Regions from separate parts of the Mus musculus genome. Here region 1 is linked to region 2. The links are chromatin contacts, called in public Micro-C maps. All regions are on one chromosome and are shown on one strand. The core of a region is the stretch at or near the end of the contact, and the rest is flanking DNA. Distances in the headings are between cores, read along the strand shown.

The links. Hi-C and Micro-C count contacts between places; a contact is called where the count stands out from the background.
Region 1: a Micro-C map of the G1E-ER4 cell line shows a contact between it and region 2, with 4 times the contacts expected there. The contact joins two enhancer-like sites. A contact is called at or near these places in 3 of 484 Hi-C or Micro-C datasets (the AtT-20 cell line, the G1E-ER4 cell line and nephron progenitors), 3 of 115 datasets of contacts at active chromatin or transcription factors (bone marrow-derived macrophages, microglia and pancreatic cancer cells) and 1 of 9 other capture datasets (embryonic stem cells).

What each region holds. Positions count from the first base shown.
Region 1 is chr1:177,701,069-177,703,877 of GRCm38.p6, forward strand. No RefSeq gene overlaps it. Among named protein-coding and RNA genes, the nearest start is that of 1700016C15Rik, 27 kb to the right of the region's middle. Within about 2 kb of position 1,528, at least 191 of the 459 cell types and tissues checked have an H3K27ac peak or open chromatin away from gene starts, as enhancers often do. A contact at or near this core is called in the G1E-ER4 cell line, bone marrow-derived macrophages and microglia, where this site is marked.
Region 2 is chr1:177,488,518-177,491,490 of GRCm38.p6, forward strand. No RefSeq gene overlaps it. Among named protein-coding and RNA genes, the nearest start is that of Gm29856, 34 kb to the left of the region's middle. Within about 2 kb of position 1,439, at least 71 of the 459 cell types and tissues checked have an H3K27ac peak or open chromatin away from gene starts, as enhancers often do. A contact at or near this core is called in the G1E-ER4 cell line, bone marrow-derived macrophages and microglia, where this site is marked.

The sequences.
Region 1 (2,809 bases), core at 278-2,777, 210 kb after region 2:
CTTTTAGCATGGGGACTGGAGGACAAAACACTGGAGTTTGGGTCCCAGAGTCCACCTGTAACCCTAGTGCTCAGGAGGTCGTCGAGACTCACACAACAGAGGTGCTAGGAACCAAACTCTAAGAGCAGCAGGAAACCTTAACTGCTGAGCCACCTCTACAGCTCCTGCTACTTCTTTTATATAGATATAGACAATAAAGCTGTTTTCTATACAGTTACTCAAATAAGGATGTTAAGGTAGCAATAAACCATGCTTAAGGCTGAGAACCTATGACCTTAGTATGACGTTTCTCCTTTCCCAGAGGTTTCCTGAGAATCTCACAAACCAGTAACTTTTGCTAACAGTGAGAGCATCTTCATTTTCCATGCAAGCCTGGGACTCAGGGTGTCACCCTGTCAGCTGTAATCTTGTTCATGTCCTCCAGGAACTCACTACCCACCAAAACTCTGGATATGGCCGTTGTAAAGTAAAACTGAGCTCCATTTATCTATCTATCTATCTATCTATCTATCTATCTATCTATCTATCTATCTATTTACACTCCAGCTTTTATCCCCCCCACCCCCGAGCGCCCTCTTGAGACACTCACATTCCAGTGGGCCATATACTTTCCTCCTCTTATAAACCCCAGCTCGGAGACATATCTGCTCTGCATGAAATCTTTTTTACAGCGAAATCAATAGTACTGCCTCACCTGTGTGCAGAGCTCTGAAAAGAACTCCGGAGGCCTGGCGGCAGGACGTGGTGGCTCACTCCTCAAATCCCAGCCCTCAGGAGGCAGAAGCAGGAGATGACTGTAAATTCAAGGCCCGCCTGGTATACACAGAAAGCTTCAAGTCAGTCAAGGCTCTACAGTGAGGCTCTGTGTGAAAAAGAACACCATGGCTGCTGCAAGCAACAACATAGACATATACATGCCTCCTGTTCCCTAACCACTGATGACATCACCACCTCAGGCCTGTCACACAGGGACCCAAATTTAGACATGAGCTTTGGAGGGGACATCCTTATGTGGGCAGCATCGGAATCATGAGGGCATATGATATACAGTATACAGGGGTGTGACATGAGACAGGACTGAATACCCCAGCTTAGGGATGGAGACAGGGGACCGGCTGCTCATCTTAGCCTACACATTGAGACATTACTCTTAGAAATAGGAAAAAGGGGCAGGGTGAATAAGTAATTGTTGCAAGTAATAAGAAAGCTATTTCCTAATCTTAAAGTGACAAGTGTTAGGCAAGCCCAGTTTTACTAAGGTCTTGAGTTCGTTTGATAGTGAAACTTCCCAAAATGCTAAGGAAGATGGCTACCACATCTTCAGCATGCAGGGGCAGACGACAGCCCAACCGACCCTGTTCCCCCCTTAGTCTGACATCTTGCATGGAGGATAAGACTTTACTAAATCCTCTCCAAGTTCCAAGGGATCCTGTGAGAAGGGGGCTTTCACAGGGTCACACAGAGTTCTATGCTCTGTCCCTGAAGCCATCTAAGAACTGCAATGAGCCACAGTAGCCCCTGTGTGGCAGCCTGGCGTCAGGTCATGATTGAGAGTAAAGTTCTCCTTGCTTCCCTCTGTGGTTTTATACCCTGGGCAATGAACCAAGGGGAGCCCAGGAGCTTCTGCGAGGCGTTGCAGCTCCCACCCGCAGTGGCCCCTCTACAAAGGCCATGTCAGCGACTGATGCCTGCAGGGGCTCCTTCCTCGCCACCACCTCACTTGCTTCCGTTCTTCCCTAAGTCGCTCCATCTCTTCTCTTTCCAACTAGCCTGTCTTCCCACCCTTTGCTGACTCCGAAAAATGTGGGTCTCCACTCGGGCAGCAAACCACAAGAAGCCTCGAGTCTGCCTGGGCACAGAAGAAAGATCTCTTGGAAGAGTCCCTTGAGCACTAGTTTCTCAAATTAACAGGGTGGGAGAGAAACGAATCCGAGCAGCAGTGGCGGCAGAAAATGGGACATTGCTGCCACCTAGAGGCAACCAGCCTCAAATTCAGAAACTCTGGACCAGCCCAAGCTTGCTTGAAAGCCCTCCCTTGGGAGCCAGACAAGTCAGTAATGAAATTTCCAGGACGAGCAGGAGGCATCCCTGTCTCTCATCCAGCCATCGAATCTGTGGCTACAACAGTCTACAACAGACTTGAGAGTCAGTAGCTCTGTAAGGAAAGATGACTCGGAGACAAAGGGATGCATTTGACACAGGGACGAGAGAGAGGAGAGAGAGAGAGAGAGAGAGAGAGAGAGAGAGAGAGAGAGAGAGAGAGAGAGAGAGAGAGAGATTGTCTTGGGATTGTCAGAGCCTGCCCTGCTGGTCTGCACAGGTTTTCCCCTAATGGCCCTGGGATTCACAATACTCCAAGGAGCAAATGAATAGGGAAAATAGAAACCTCTATGAGGATGGCTTTGGCCTTCCTCTGAGTCCCCAGTCACTTCTGCCAGCAGCCGCTAGAGAACAGGATTTAAGTATTCATTGTTGTAATATTACATAATTTGTTTCTCTCTCCTTCCAAAAATGGAGTACGCTGAGCAGTTTTCCCTGAGTCACTGAGTCATGGAAAGTTTACCATTAGTTCTGCTTCCTTCCTAATGACTAACACTTTCTTAAGAAAGTTTTCAAAGATGGATAGATGACTCAGCAGGTGAAGGTGCTTGTGGCACAAGCCTGACTAAGTTCAGTCCCCAGAACCCCCTTAAAGGTGGAAGAATATGACCGCTGGCACACTCTACAGGGCTAAGGAGCAATATGTGTAATACATCTATAAGATTCCAAATGAAAAACACACTGTATTCATGCTATAGATTTCCAAGCC
Region 2 (2,973 bases), core at 189-2,688:
AATGCATAGGATTAAAAAAAAAAAACTACCCAGTGCTAACAATATGCTCAATCTGGATGTGAAGGCATGCTGCTAACTAGGCTCGGTGACACATTTCGTTAACATCGTTTAAGTCGTGTACTGGCAGATTAATCTGTGAACAATTTAACCTTGTATAAATAAGTACGGCCAGACTCTTGATAGATACGCCAGGGAAAGGTTTTAAACTATTAAAAAAGTGAACAGACATTAAATAGTAGACATATTAGTTAGTCCATATAAAAATGCTGCGCAAGGGGTATTATAAAAGAGATCTCAGGATGGATACTCTAACACACAGGCTCAGGGAACACTGAAATCTTTGACTCACGTGTCTCCTTCATCTCCTCTGGGTGGGGCATAGTACTGAGGATTGGAGCCCTACTCCAGAGTCTGCTGTACCACCACACTGATCACCCGGCCCTTTTATTTTTCTCAGAGAAGATGGATTCTTGATATGTTGTCCAGGTTTCTGACTCTTGGGCTCAAGCAATCCTCCTACCTCTGCTATCTCTGCAGGTGGGACCATAGGTTCAAGTCATTTTTAATTTACATTAATGTAGGTCCTGCATCCTAAGGTAGTGAGACTGGGCCTTTGCATGAATGACGACATGCTTAGCAAAGAATAGCAAAAAGGTCCTTCCTTAAAGTGTGTTCTCTCTCTCTCCCTCCCTCTCTCTCTCTCTCTCTCTCTCTCTCTCTCTCTCTCTCTCTCTCTCTCTCTCCCTCCCTCTCTCACTTGTGTGTGTGTGTGTGTGTTCCACTGAAGAGAATTATGAGTGGGAAAATGCAGCCTACTGAGAAGCAAGTCCTCACTGGAAACGCAATGGTTGGCATTCCTGACTTGATTGATTATCCTCTCGTCCTCTCTTCTCCCTGCCAGGAGCATCCTCACCCCTGCCTAGGACCACAGAGCCATCCTCTCCGAGCTGCTCGCCAGAGCCGTTATCCATTATGCCATCCTCTCAACAGCTGTTTCTTGCTTGCTCGCCGTGCAAGGCGAGGTTTTTGTTTTTTTTTTTTTTAACATTTTTTTAAATTTTAAGCCGAGAGAGAGAGAGAGAGAGAGAGAGAGAGAGAGAGAGAGAGAGAGAGAGAGAGATGTTTATGTAGTTTTCATGATTTCATTTTGGGAAATGGCCGTTTCCATTATTTTATTTGATGCCACCAGCTTAAGCATCTGGCTGTCTCAGGATAGACTCTCAGTGAACCAGACTGGTAGACAAGGGTCCCTGACAGTGAGGAGGGCACAGCCTTCTCAGTCCTTCCTGGAATGTCAGCTTCACGGTCAGTATTACGCTGTGGCCTTGCTGGAAAGTGGGATGCACAAAATACACGTCTGGACCCCATGTGGAAAGCAGGCTGCTGCTTTCCTTCCCTTCCACGCCACCCCAAAAAAGGGAACCAGTTGGTTCTTAAAAGGAGAAAGAAAGGCAAAGCAGCCCATGTGCTTCCTGTTTCAAAAGACTGGGCACCCGACACAGAGAACTGGAGAGCCTCTGTCAAATAGAGACAAAACAGAAAGTTCCCACTTCTGCCTCAGTGTCCGTTCTAGGAAAAGTGAGTCTCGTGGCCTTCTAACCAGACCATTTGCATTTTTAAAAGAGTCTCTGAGTTTAAAAAAAAAAAATCATGCCAGAGTTTATCCAAGGGACGCATCTCTGGTTCTGGTAATTCGTTCTCTATCTGGGAGGCACAGGAAGGAGATTGTGTTTCCATAGCAGTCAGGTGACAGGACTGAATTCCCAGCAGACTGGTGACACAGATCTATCTATCCCAGCTGTCTGGGAGCTGAGGCAGGAGGGTCGCTTGAACACAGGAGTTCGAAACCAGCTTGGGCACCATAATCAGACCCTGTATCCAACATAAATCAATCGATACAGAAATACACAAGTAAAGGAGAGGAAAGTAATGAAGTGGGAATTAGAAGGCAATAGCTTCCATATTGTCCACTTTAATGATGCTTGATGAGCCCAGAAGCAGTGACACTGTACAGCCCGAGAAGCACAAGCAACATTGTCTGTAATTCCCCAGCCTTGTGCTTCTTACCAGAGAGTCTGAGTTCACCTTTTGAGTAATTTGATTGATATGTGAGGTGAAGATTTTTTTCCCCTCAATTTTCTTCTGACTAGACATCACATTTATAACCCAAACTTAGCGTTTTATTCCTTTGGGGAATAATTTTTTTTAAAAAAAAGTTATCCTTCCAAACAAACAAAACCAAACACAAAACCCTAGAATTACCACGGAAATGGTACTTGTAGTGCAGGGGTTGTGTACTGAAGTGTCAAAAACCAGATCCTAACCCTGCCTAGTTGACAAATTCTACAGCTGTCGAAAGGTTTAAAGCAATACAGATCATCTGAGCCAATAAGTTGATTTGGTGAGAGTGAAATGCTAATGAGCCTTTGATCTGTGCAGAGGCCGGTGAGTTAGAAACACAGCCTCCCTCACCCCTCATCCAGCCAGCTGTCTCACAAATACTTGCCATTGGTCACAGAGGGGACCAGGCAACCTGGGAGAGGAGATGGATCAGCTCAAATCTATCATCTCCCCACATACATCACTCAAGCGCTGGCCCTAGCCGTGACAAGCCAGCAGCATCCACTTCCTAGCAGAGATGCACACATTGCAACAGAGTTTGTTATTTTTGAAAGTTTTTTTGTTTGTTTCTTTTGGTTTTTGTTTTGTTTTGCATGTATGTGTTTTGTTTCGTTTTTTTGAAGGAGACTCTTTTTGTTGACCTGAAAATAAATGTAGACTGGTACTTACTTCCTGATTTGGGGTTTTTGAAGGTCGTGCGTATGCATGCACACAGTTGGTGGCTATGGAATGTGGCTGATAAAGAAGATAAGTATCAAGTTCAGGGAATACTTGCAGGTTGTAAGAACCGGTGGTGCCGATGAGGGATGCCAGGCGCACACACAGGGCATCGTGGAGCAGCTGGGCTCCGGT